Regions from separate parts of the Pan troglodytes genome. Here region 2 is linked to region 1. Evidence: chromatin contacts called from public capture Hi-C data. All regions are on one chromosome and are shown on one strand. The core of a region is the stretch at or near the end of the contact, and the rest is flanking DNA. Distances in the headings are between cores, read along the strand shown.

The links. Capture Hi-C pulls out chosen DNA fragments and counts their contacts.
Region 2: a capture Hi-C map of stem cell-derived neural stem cells shows a contact between it and region 1, with 6 times the contacts expected there. The contact joins two enhancer-like sites. A contact is called at or near these places in 5 of 7 Hi-C or Micro-C datasets (blood, induced pluripotent stem cells, a lymphoblastoid cell line and 1 more), 1 of 1 datasets of contacts at active chromatin or transcription factors (stem cell-derived excitatory neurons) and 1 of 1 other capture datasets (stem cell-derived neural stem cells).

The regions. Positions count from the first base shown.
Region 1 is chr1:191,704,067-191,709,418 of NHGRI_mPanTro3-v2.0_pri, reverse strand. The region is part of intron 5 of MACF1 (microtubule actin crosslinking factor 1); the gene reads left to right. Among named protein-coding and RNA genes, the nearest start is that of MACF1, 160 kb to the left of the region's middle. Within about 2 kb of position 3,253, at least 8 of the 24 cell types and tissues checked have an H3K27ac peak or open chromatin away from gene starts, as enhancers often do. A contact at or near this core is called in stem cell-derived neural progenitor cells and stem cell-derived neural stem cells, where this site is marked.
Region 2 is chr1:191,872,960-191,878,311 of NHGRI_mPanTro3-v2.0_pri, reverse strand. No RefSeq gene overlaps it. Among named protein-coding and RNA genes, the nearest start is that of MACF1, 8.1 kb to the right of the region's middle. Within about 2 kb of position 3,156, at least 9 of the 24 cell types and tissues checked have an H3K27ac peak or open chromatin away from gene starts, as enhancers often do. A contact at or near this core is called in stem cell-derived neural progenitor cells and stem cell-derived neural stem cells, where this site is marked.

The sequences.
Region 1 (5,352 bases), core at 2,004-4,503:
CTCTTTGATTGAGCTCTTGGTCCATGCAGTCTAATTACCAATTCAGAACAGTGGGGGAACTTCTTATTTTACACAACTGGCAACTGAGTACAGATTTCCACTACTGCAGTAGTTAGAAGAGAGTAGTTGGGGTTGAAATTAAAAGTCTTAAAGTTAACAGAAGTTCATGTTCTGGCTTTGTCACTTACTAGCTGTGTAACCTTGGGCTATTAATCAACTTTCTTAAACCTCAGTTTCTTTTTTCTTTTTTGGAGACAGAGTCTTGCTCTGTTGGCCAGGCTGGAGTGCAGTGACATGATCTTGGCTCACTGCAACCTCCACCTCCCAGTTCAAGCAATTCTCATGCCTCAGCCTCCTGAATAGCTGGGACTAAGGGCGCATGCCACTGTGCCCAGCTAATTTTTTTGTATTTTAGTAGAGACGGGGTTTCACCATGTTGCCCAGGCTGGTCTTAAACTCCTGAGCTCAGGCAATCCGCCTGCCTTGGCCTTCTAGAGTACTAGGATTATAGGCGTGAGCCACTGCGCCTGGCCAAACCTCAGTTTCTTTACCGATAAAGTATAAAATAATAGTTTTGACCTCATATAGTGACTGTAAGAATTAAATGAGAAAGTCCATGTAAATAACTTTACACAGTGCTTGGCACACAGCAAGTGCAAAAAATATATTAGATGTTAGCAGTGGCAGCATCAATAATTACTATTGAACATTTTTGTCAAATATTGTTCATCAGAGACCCTGTTCATCTGTTGTATTTAGAAGTGGTATTCTTTTTACCAAACACTCATTTACTGTACTCAAAACCAACTTCCAGATTTTTCCTGTCTGTGTCATTGGCTGGCAGAATTAACAGATCTTTCTTTTCTTTTATAGGAAAAAGGAGGGAAATAAATGCTCCAGAAGGCTAGATCTTTAAAGTCTGTGTTCCTTTTCTTAACTGTAAGAAGAAGGCTCTGGTTTCTTCAGGTTATAATTTCATTAAAATAATTTTATTGTTTTCTGACCTGAAAAAATTCAGAATATGTATATCTGCTTGATATTTTCTTTTGGGCATCTTGGTGCAACACTTAAAGTCTATTTCATTTTGTAGTTTGGGAGCCATAATTGCAGCTTCACCAGGCTTGGTTCTTCTTGGCCCGGGCCCTTCCCTTCCCTTGCTGGTTAGTACCAGCCGAGCTGGTTTGCTTTTTCCCTTTTTGATACTATTCTCCTCCTCCTTCCTCCACGTTACCTTCTGCCACGGCCTCTCTTCTTTTTCCCTCCATTTTCAATTTACACTTACATTTTCCCTCCTCCTCCTGGCCCTCCCTAGTTTCTCCCCTCCCCTGGTTTCTAGCTCCTTTTTGCTTTCTGTTTGTGTTACTGAGGGCAGTGCTCCAATTACCTCATATTTGGAGAGAGGAAGCTGCAGCCAATCCGGTTTCTGTCTGCTTTTAGGTCAAGTGATTTCTGAACTGCAGTGAGATGCTTTGAATTTGTCTTGTTGCAGCTCTGAGCCTGTAAGATGGCTGTCTGAATCGGCAGCGGCTGGAAGAGACAGAGAGAGGCGGGGAGGGAGGGAGAAAGAATTGGAGGGATTGCCGGCATAGTGCATGTTTTTAAATGTGCATCGAATCCGATGAGGCCAAGGTTGGGATTTCTGTGGGATCCCAGGACTGGCTTAGCTGCGTTTTTGCTGAGATTAGGAGAGGAAGGAAATGGGAAATTCACTGGGCTGTTTTAAGGAGCCGAAAGAGTCAATAGCTATTCCTGAGAAGGCTCCCATATCTCCTAAGAAAAGGGTTCGGTTCAAAAGGAGGTGGAGAGGGAAGAAAATCCCTACTCCAGAGGCATCTCACCAGGAAGAAACCTCAGAAGGAACTGGAGTCATTGAAGAGACTGAAACCCTAACGAAGTTAACAGAGAGTCTCCAAAAGGAAGACGGAGTGGGAGGGGTAGAGCATACCCCCCCAGATATTTTGCTGCCTGGGGACTCAGCCCCCAACTCACGGGTAGTCGATCGGGGGATGATAGTACAGGTAAAGGAGAGATTCCAAGGGGAGGTCCAGACCGCCCACCTTTTGTTAGAGAATGAGTCATCAGTTGCTGGAGGGGTCTGGGATTCCCTGGAAGAGGGGATGACTGTCATTGCTCACCTGCTTGATAACCCAGCAGAAAGGAACTGCGAGAAGTCAGTGAGCCAACTGGTGGAATTTCCTAGGACAGCATCCTGCAGCAGCAGGGCTGTGTTGCTGCCTTTGCAAGGAGAGACTGCAGTGGAGAAAGGAAATATTCAGCGTGGGTTTCGGAGCTGTGCTTTGCCTAGGACAGACTACCCCACTGATAAAGGAAATCAAGAACAATTTTCCGAGGGCTGGAGTGTGGAGGAAGGAACCAAGAGTGTTTCAGGTGCCCCTCAGACAGCTTCCTGGATTATAGAATGTTCTGTTTCTTCATTACTACTGGACCAGCCTGGAGGCCAAAGACGCACGGAGCCTTCCCATGTGGGTCAAGTGCCCCCCCAGGATTCCAGACTGCCTACTTCTCAGAGTGATTTGTCCATCAGCGGCGTGACTGTGAGCATTTTGCCCTCCTCCTCTGGCTATGGCAGTGATGGGCCACACATACATGGGATCCAGCCTAAAGATACAGAACCTGAAAAGAGCTCTACTTCCTTCTCAGAAGAGGATGGCACTCTTTCTCTGGAGGCAAGCCACACCCCATCATGGGGTCTGGAAGAGGTAGGTGGGCATGTTCAAGAGATAATCAAACTGCTGTTTGGATTCTTGGCCCTCAAACATATTAAAGCTGAGTGTGGTGAGCAGTGAGGATGTTGGTGCCTCTCAAACTTACCCCCATGTGGGTTAGTATCTGCTGGAGCTCAGCAAGCAGAATCTATTTCAGGTCTGCCCCTTGATGCTTGAAACCAAGACTTGTCTCTGGGGAATCCCTGATTCTGAGTAGCCAAGCGGCGTAATTGCTCAAGCTATCTGGTGGGATGATCTCTCAAGGTGCAATGCTAGATAGTACTTACTCTCAGGCAGGTCTGTTTACCAGCTTCCCTGCTACGAGAAGTTGTAATGTAGCACAAGAGACGATGGGGAAGGGCCTAACTGAATCTCTGGAATGAATCTCTGGAATAAATGTGGAAGGGGTCAGGCAGCTGTTGTCAGTGTACTTGCTCTTCCTCACAGGAGAGTGATGTTCTTACTAGAGCTGATGCAATCCCATCCCTGTTGGGAAATTTCTGACGGCAGCACTCATTCAGTATTTGTATAGGTGGAGAGGGCTTATCCTTCTTTGGTTCCTAATTCCAGGATTAGAGGAGAGGGACACAGAGTTATCTGGGGATTAGTTGAGAGAGAGAGAGGGAGGTTAGGGCAATTTGAAGGTTTAAGGCTAGAAAAGTTTGTTTTGTGACTGGATGTATTTAGGGCTTTAACATTATTTTGTTTTGAGGAATATATTGAGGCATGGATGGTGCTGCTGGTGGTGGTGGTAATGGCAGTTTCTGTGAATGTTTTAAAGGTCAAGGAGCAAGTGAGAATTCAGAGATCTGAACACCGAGATAAGGACTCAGCAAGACCATGGGTAGCACAGCATCTGGCATGTAGGTGTGTGATTGTGTGGGTGATTGAAGTTATAATTCACCAATGGCTAAAGAACTTTTACTGGGATGTTGGCCTCTGCAGCAGAAGAAATAAAAACATTAGGACTTCAAAGTGCAAAATTTATAAAATGAGGTAGGGCACTTTCCCTGCCTAGATGGGGGCCACTGATACTGTACAGGGGCCCTGATGTTTGCAGAGCAGGGATATGGTCTACCTACTGGTGCCCTGCCTATCACTAGCAGCATAAGGCTGAAGATAGATACAAATTCTGAGCAATCTGTGCCTAGAATTTCCTCTTTGGGGATAAATTTTCCCCACAGACAGCCCCATCTTAGTGCCCTCTGTTATTAGAGTTTGGAGACTCCCAACAGGTTGAAGAAAAAGTGGCCATTGAAAAAATGTCTATTTTATGGATGGGCAAGAGGTTTCTTGGGCCTCATATAAACATGGATATGTGTGTGGGGGAGTGTGATAGATGTGTTATGGTAGGAAGGAAGGCAGTGAAACTACTGGGATATGGGGCGCATGAATGTATTAAGCTATTCTTGCATTGCTATAAAGAAATACCTGAGACTGGGTAATTTACAAAGTAAAGAGGTTTAATTGGTATACAGTTCTGCAGGCTGTACAGAAAGCATGATGCTGGCATCTGCTCAGCTTCTGAAGAGGCCTCAGGAAACTTACAATCTTGGTGGAAGGCAGAGGAGCAGTAGGCATGTCACTTGGCTACAGCAGGAACGAGAGGTTGTGGGCGGGATGTGCCACACACTTTTAAATGACCAAATCTCATGAAAACCCACCTACCCTCACGAGAACAGCACCAAGGGGATGGTGCTAAACCATTCATGAGAAATCCACTTTCATGATTCATGATCCAGTCGTCTCCCACCAGGTCCCACTTCCAGTATTAGGGATTACAATTCAACATGAGATTTGGTAGGGACACAGATTGAAACCATATCAACAAGTATTTGGGTTTCATCAGATAAAAAAGAATGTCAAAGTCAACTTTTATCTTGTAAAAGTTGGAACAGATAGAGTAGTTGGGGGTAAAACCAGCTGTGGAACTGATTGTTGTACAACTGGCATTAAAATTGAAATTGTGTAGTCATCATAACATTATAGGACACATGCTTGTAACTGAGTGTGAGATTTTCAGAAATTTGGCATATAAAGTTTTAGGAACTCCTAGTAAAATCAATCCTAGATAATAGACCATAGATAGCAATGGCACCTTTGTATGGGCTGGATCTCCACACTGGCAAGGGAATGTTCTGCATGAGTCTGTGAGGAGTCTTAAAGAAAAGATTGTTAGGAGAAACCTTTGGACCATGATCTGTAGTGTGACCATTATTGGCAACAGTATGATTCCTTTGTTGTTCAGTATGATTCAAATTGGTGTGTGGCATTTTCTTGGTAGCCAACCTCTGCATCTATTCCTTCTACCTTTTCACTGCAGACACAGTCATACTACTTATGTATAGCCAAGGCTGAAAAACTAAGTGACCGAGTCTCAGCTCAGACACCTGGCATATTTCCAGGTTTTGTGTCCATCATGTGATACAGGGACCACAGACTCACCATCCTATATGACAGATAAGAAGTAACTTATCAAGATAAGTGTGACATTCCTTCAGAATGAAAGTCCTTAAGGCCAAGAGGCTGCAACTCTCACTGGTCTCTGAAGGAACTGTCTTCAGGGAGCTGCTCCCCTCCCTAACAGGCTGTTCACAGGCTTGAGGACAGTAGCAGCCAGAGAAAC
Region 2 (5,352 bases), core at 1,907-4,406, 170 kb before region 1:
CTGGGTGCGGCGGCTCACGCCTGTAATCCCAGCACTTTGGGAGGCCGAGGCGGGCGGATCATGAGGTCAACAGATCGAGACCATCCTGGCCAACATGGTGAAACCCTGTCTCTATTAAAAATACAAAAAAATTAGCTAGGCATGGTGGTGCGCGCCTGTAGTCCCAGCTACTCAGTAGGCTGAGGCAGGAGAATCACTTGAACCCAGGAGGAGGAGGTTGCAGTGAGCTGAGATCGCGCCACTGCACTCCAGCCTGGTGACAGAGTGAGACTCTGTCTCAAAAAAAAAAAAAAAAAAAAGAAATGTTGGGGAAGGCTGAGAGTGGTGGCTCACACATATAATCCCAGCACTTTGGGAGGCCGAGGAAGGTGGATCACTTGACACCAGAAGTTCAAGACCAGCCTGAGCAACATAGTGAGACCACCATCTCCACAAAAAAAAAAAATTAGGTGTGGTGGTGCATGCTTGTAGTCCTAGCTACTTGGGGGCTGAGAAAGGAGGATCCCTTGAGCCCAGGAGGTCATGGCTGCAGTGAGCTATGATTGTACCACTACACTCCAGCGTAGGCAACAGAGTGAGATGGCTGTCTCAAAAAAAAAAATGGCTGGGTGCAATGGCTCATGCCTGTAATCCCAACACTTTGGGAGGCCAAGGCAGGAGAATCACTTGAGTCTGGGATATCAAGACCTGCCTGGGCAACATAGTGAGACCTTGTCTCTACAGAAAATCAAAAAATAATCCAGGCGTAGTGGCACATACCTGTGGACCCAGCCACTCAGGAGGCTGAGGTGGGAGGATCATTTGAGCCAGGGAGATTGAGGCTGCAGTGACCCATGATCACACCACTGCAGCTGTGATCATCATCATCCAGCCTGGGTGACACAGTGAGACCCTGTCTCAAAAAAAAAAAAAATTGCAGGAAAGATTGAGTCTTGCTTTGGGAGGAAAAAGAAACAGGTGAAAGGAGGGCAGGAGGGCAGAAAGATTCTGTTTTCTAAGACTTGATTTGCTTCTGAGGTCTACAGTGCCTCAACATTATAGCAGAAAACTATGACAAGGGCTATAGAAGTTATGAGCCAGGAACTGTGGACGAAAAAACCCATATATTGCAACCCCACTTCTCCCTCCCCAGTTATGTATAAGAAAGTTCCGGTAGCTGGGTGCAGTGGCTCATGCCTGTAATCCTAGCTACTCGGAGGGCTGAGGCAGGAGAATCACTTGAACCGGGAGGCAGAGGTTGCAGTGAGTCGAGACTGCGCCACTGCACTCCAGCTTTGGTGACAGAGCAAGACTCTATCTCAAAAAAAAAAAATCAGAAAGTTCCAGTAATCACATACTTCTACCTTCCTCAGTTTTTGTTTTTGAGACAGAGTTTTGCTCTGTTGCCCAGGCTGCAGTGCAGTGGCACAATTGTAGCTCACCGCAACTTCAAACTCCTTTACTTCCCTCACTTTTTAACCGTTATATTATACTACCTTTCCTCTAGTAGTAAATATACCAGTTTATCTGCTTCAGAGTCCATGTCTGAGGACTGGAACCACTGCCACCTGACCTACTGCCCAGAGTCTTCATGAGGGATTCCTTTTTTGTTTTTTTTTTGAGACAGACTCTTGCTCTGTCACCCACGCTGGAGTGCAGTGGTATGATCTCGGCTCACCGCAACCTCTGCCTCCCAGGTTCAAGTAATTCTCCTGCCTTGGCCTCCTGAGTAGCTGGGATTACAGGTGCCCACCACCACGCCCGGCTAATTTTTGTATTTTTAGTAGAGACGGAGTTTCACCATGTTGGCCAGGCTGGTCTTGAACTCCTGACCTCAGGTGATCCACCCGCCTCAGCCTCCCAAAGTGCTGGGATTACAGGTGTGAGCCACCGCGCCTGGCCTCTTCATCAGGGATTCTAACACCTAGATGTTCAGGCTCCAGGGGCAGTGTGTCCCTCCTAGCGTTGCTTGGCTGATCCTCTGGTCCTTCCAGCTTGAGGTTCAGGCTCTATCCCCAGAACACACAGAGCTAGGCTAGAGCATATCTGGTTCTGTTCTGCCAGTATAATTAAACTAAATATCCAAAACATGAATTTCAAGGATTCAATCTTGACGGACTGAAGTCGAGTTGCAATAGGATTCAGGTCCTTAACATGATGGCGGGAGGATAGCACAGTGGCTCATGCCTCTAACCCCAGAACTTTAGGAGGCCAAGGTGGGTGGATCACTTGAGCTCAGGGGTTCAACATCGGCCTGGGTTACATGGCGAAACCCCATCTCTACAAAAAATACAAAAATTAGCTGGGCGTGGTGGTGTACACCTGTAGTACAAGCTATCTGGGGGACTGAGGCTAGAGGATCACTTGAGCCTGGGAGGTTGAGGCAGCAGTGAGCCATGTTCATGCCACTGTACTGTAGCCTGGGTGACAAAGTGAAACCCTGTCTCAAAAAAAAAAAAAAAATTCATCAAGGGAATGAGTTCCATTTTTGTTATAGGGGCCTGTGCCCCAGGACTGCCCTGATGCTGGTGAACTGCTTCACGTGACTCTGATCTCAACTGAGAGCATTGGCCACCACTCTCAAGGGCCTCTCCCGGCCTCAGTGATTTGTGCTCTTTCCAGGCTGCCTGTTAGTGCCCCTTTAGAGGTTTCTACCTTGAGATGGTGTTGGATGGGGAGCTGTGGCTTCAAGTGAAGAGAAGTTTCATAGATTAAAAAAAGCCACACCTCACAGTTTGGGGAACCTCCCAATTCCCCAAAGAGTATAGACTGCCTCAGAGGATCCACACAGGGTAAGACCCTGTCCTGCCTCAGAGCAGGAAGAGAGATTGGGTATGGTTCAGCAGGGCTCACATTAGCCTGATTCCTTCAAGAGTGAAGATAAAAACAGTTTTACTGACAAAGAAGCTGGGAGACAGCAGAGGGGCCAATACCTTTTATAACTACTATTGTTAGGTTCTGAATGCCAGCCTTGGCGCTCAGCATCTTACATGCTGTATTTGACCTAATCCTCAAAACAACTTTAGGAGGCAGATGTGCTACAGCAGAGGAAGCAGAAGCCCAGAGAGTTTGGTAACTTGCTCAAGGTCTCCCAGCCAGTAAGGGGCCAAGCTTGGAATGGTGCTAGCTCTGCCTAGGGCAACCCACTGCCTCCCCCATTACAAGGAACAGTAGTTTAATAACAGCTAACATCTGTGTAGCACTTCAAGGTTCACGGAGTGCCTCAACATCCATTATCTCTATTGTGCCTCGGGAAGCCGGTGCGGTGAGGCCTTCCACGCCCCTTTGGGATAGCTGCCTGTCAGGGGTCCAGCCTCTGCTCATTTCTTCCAGGAAGCACTGGAGATTATTTGGAGTTGGCTCTGACGAGCCACGGGAGAGGCCTAGGGAGAGGCTGAGGTGGAGCGACTTGGCCAGTTGCTATGGTAACCCAGATGGCTGAGTAACCATTTTGAGGGTTGCTATGGTGATGGGCTGCTGGTGGCAGGGAGCTTGTCTTCCTGGGTGGCTGGCACCCTCCAGGCCTCTTAAATTGAGATGTTGCACTTTCTGAACAGAAGAGGGCAGCATGAGAGCAGGCAAAGGCTTCTTACCCCAGAGCGGATTTGGGAACTTGGCAAAGCTTAGGAAAGGTTTCTAGGAGCTGGGCAGAAAGGGAGCTTTGGCTGGTGCCCAAGAGGTTGGTGGAGCTTCACTTCTGAGACTAGAACTAGGTAATTTTCTTCCAAGAGCTGGTCAAAGGATAATGCTTGGGGCTGCCCCTTCAGTGCCTGGCATCAGCTACTATTGGGGAATATAAAAGTTACAGCAGACAGCTACCCTTGCAAGGAGGAATGGAGAGAATATGTGCATGTGTGCACACACACACACTCACTACTAGCAAAGAATTTCTTTTTTTTTCTTTTTTTTGAGATGGAGTTTCGCTCTTGTTGCCCAGGTTGGAATGCAATGGCACGATCTAGGCTCACTGCAACCTCTGCCTCCTGGGTTCAAGCGATTCTCCTGCCTCAGCCTCCCAAGTAGCTGGGATTACAGGGGACCACCATCACGCCCGGCTAATTTTTTGTATTTTTAGTAGAGACGCGGTTTCACCATATTGGTCAGGCTGGCCTCGAACTCCTGACCTCAGGTGATCTGCCCGCCCTGGCCTCCCGAAGTGCTGGGATTACAGGCATGAGCCACCACACCTGGCCTAAGAATTTCTTTATAAAGCATCAGTTAACACATAAAATAATGCAGCATGAACCAAAGGTGAAGAAAAGCTGGGAATAAACTTTCTAGAGGTTGAGGAAGGAGCACTAGCAGAAAGAGAAATAATTTTGTACTTCCCTCTTTCCTCCCTACACATGAAGTGCCCTCAGCCCTTGACCACTGAGTGGACATTGAGTTGGATTCTCAATTGTCTTGAATCAGATCTGGCTCCCTCCCCCAACCCCCATAACAGTTCAATGAGGCATCCATTCCTTCAGCAAATATTTATTGAACATCTACTATGTGCAAAGTATTGTGTTAGGCCCAGTGATGAAGAAAGATGAAATAGATGTCTTTGCCCTCAGGAACCTATGAAGTAGGAGGTTAAGGAGGCAGTGATACAGACATCCACAGTACACATACCTGGAGTTCAAGACCAACATAGTGAGACCCTGTCTCTATAAAAAAATTTTTTAAAAAGCTGGGCATGGAGGTTCACACCTGTAATCTCAGCACTTTGGGAGGCTGAGGCAGGCTGACTACTTGAGCCCAAGAGTTCGAGACCAGCCTGGACAGTATGGTGAAATCCTGTCTCTACAAATAGCACAAAAATTATCTGGGCGTGGTGGCACCTGCCTGTAGTCCTAGCTGCTGGTGGGTTAATTGGTGGGCGCACTGAGGCAGGAGGATTGCTTGAGCCTAAGAGGCAGAGGTGTCAGTGAGCCAAGATTGTGCCACCGCACTCCAGCCTGGGTGATAGAGTAAGACGCTGCCTCTAAATAAATAAATAGAAAAAAAATTTCATGTCATTTGGGGTGAACTTTCAAGGTAGATTTCAGTAGGTGGAGTTGGGGGATGGGACATTCTAGGCAAAGCCTCAGAGTCTGATTATAGGGAAAGGAGGTACACACAAGGGTGTCATTGGAGATCAGCCTGAAAAGGAAGCTAGATGTCTAAATATGGAAGACTTGGAATTCCAGGCTTAGATAAGGGATGCTGTGAGACAAACATACTCTCTCCTTAAATACTCTAGCCTTCCAGCTAGTCAGTAGTCACAGACAGCCAAGTATTTTAGGATCATCTGGTTCACTCATTCATGCATTTAATCAAAAATTTAGGCCGGGTGCGGTGGCTCATGCCTGTAATCCCAGAACTTTGGGAGGCTGAGGCGGGCAGATTACC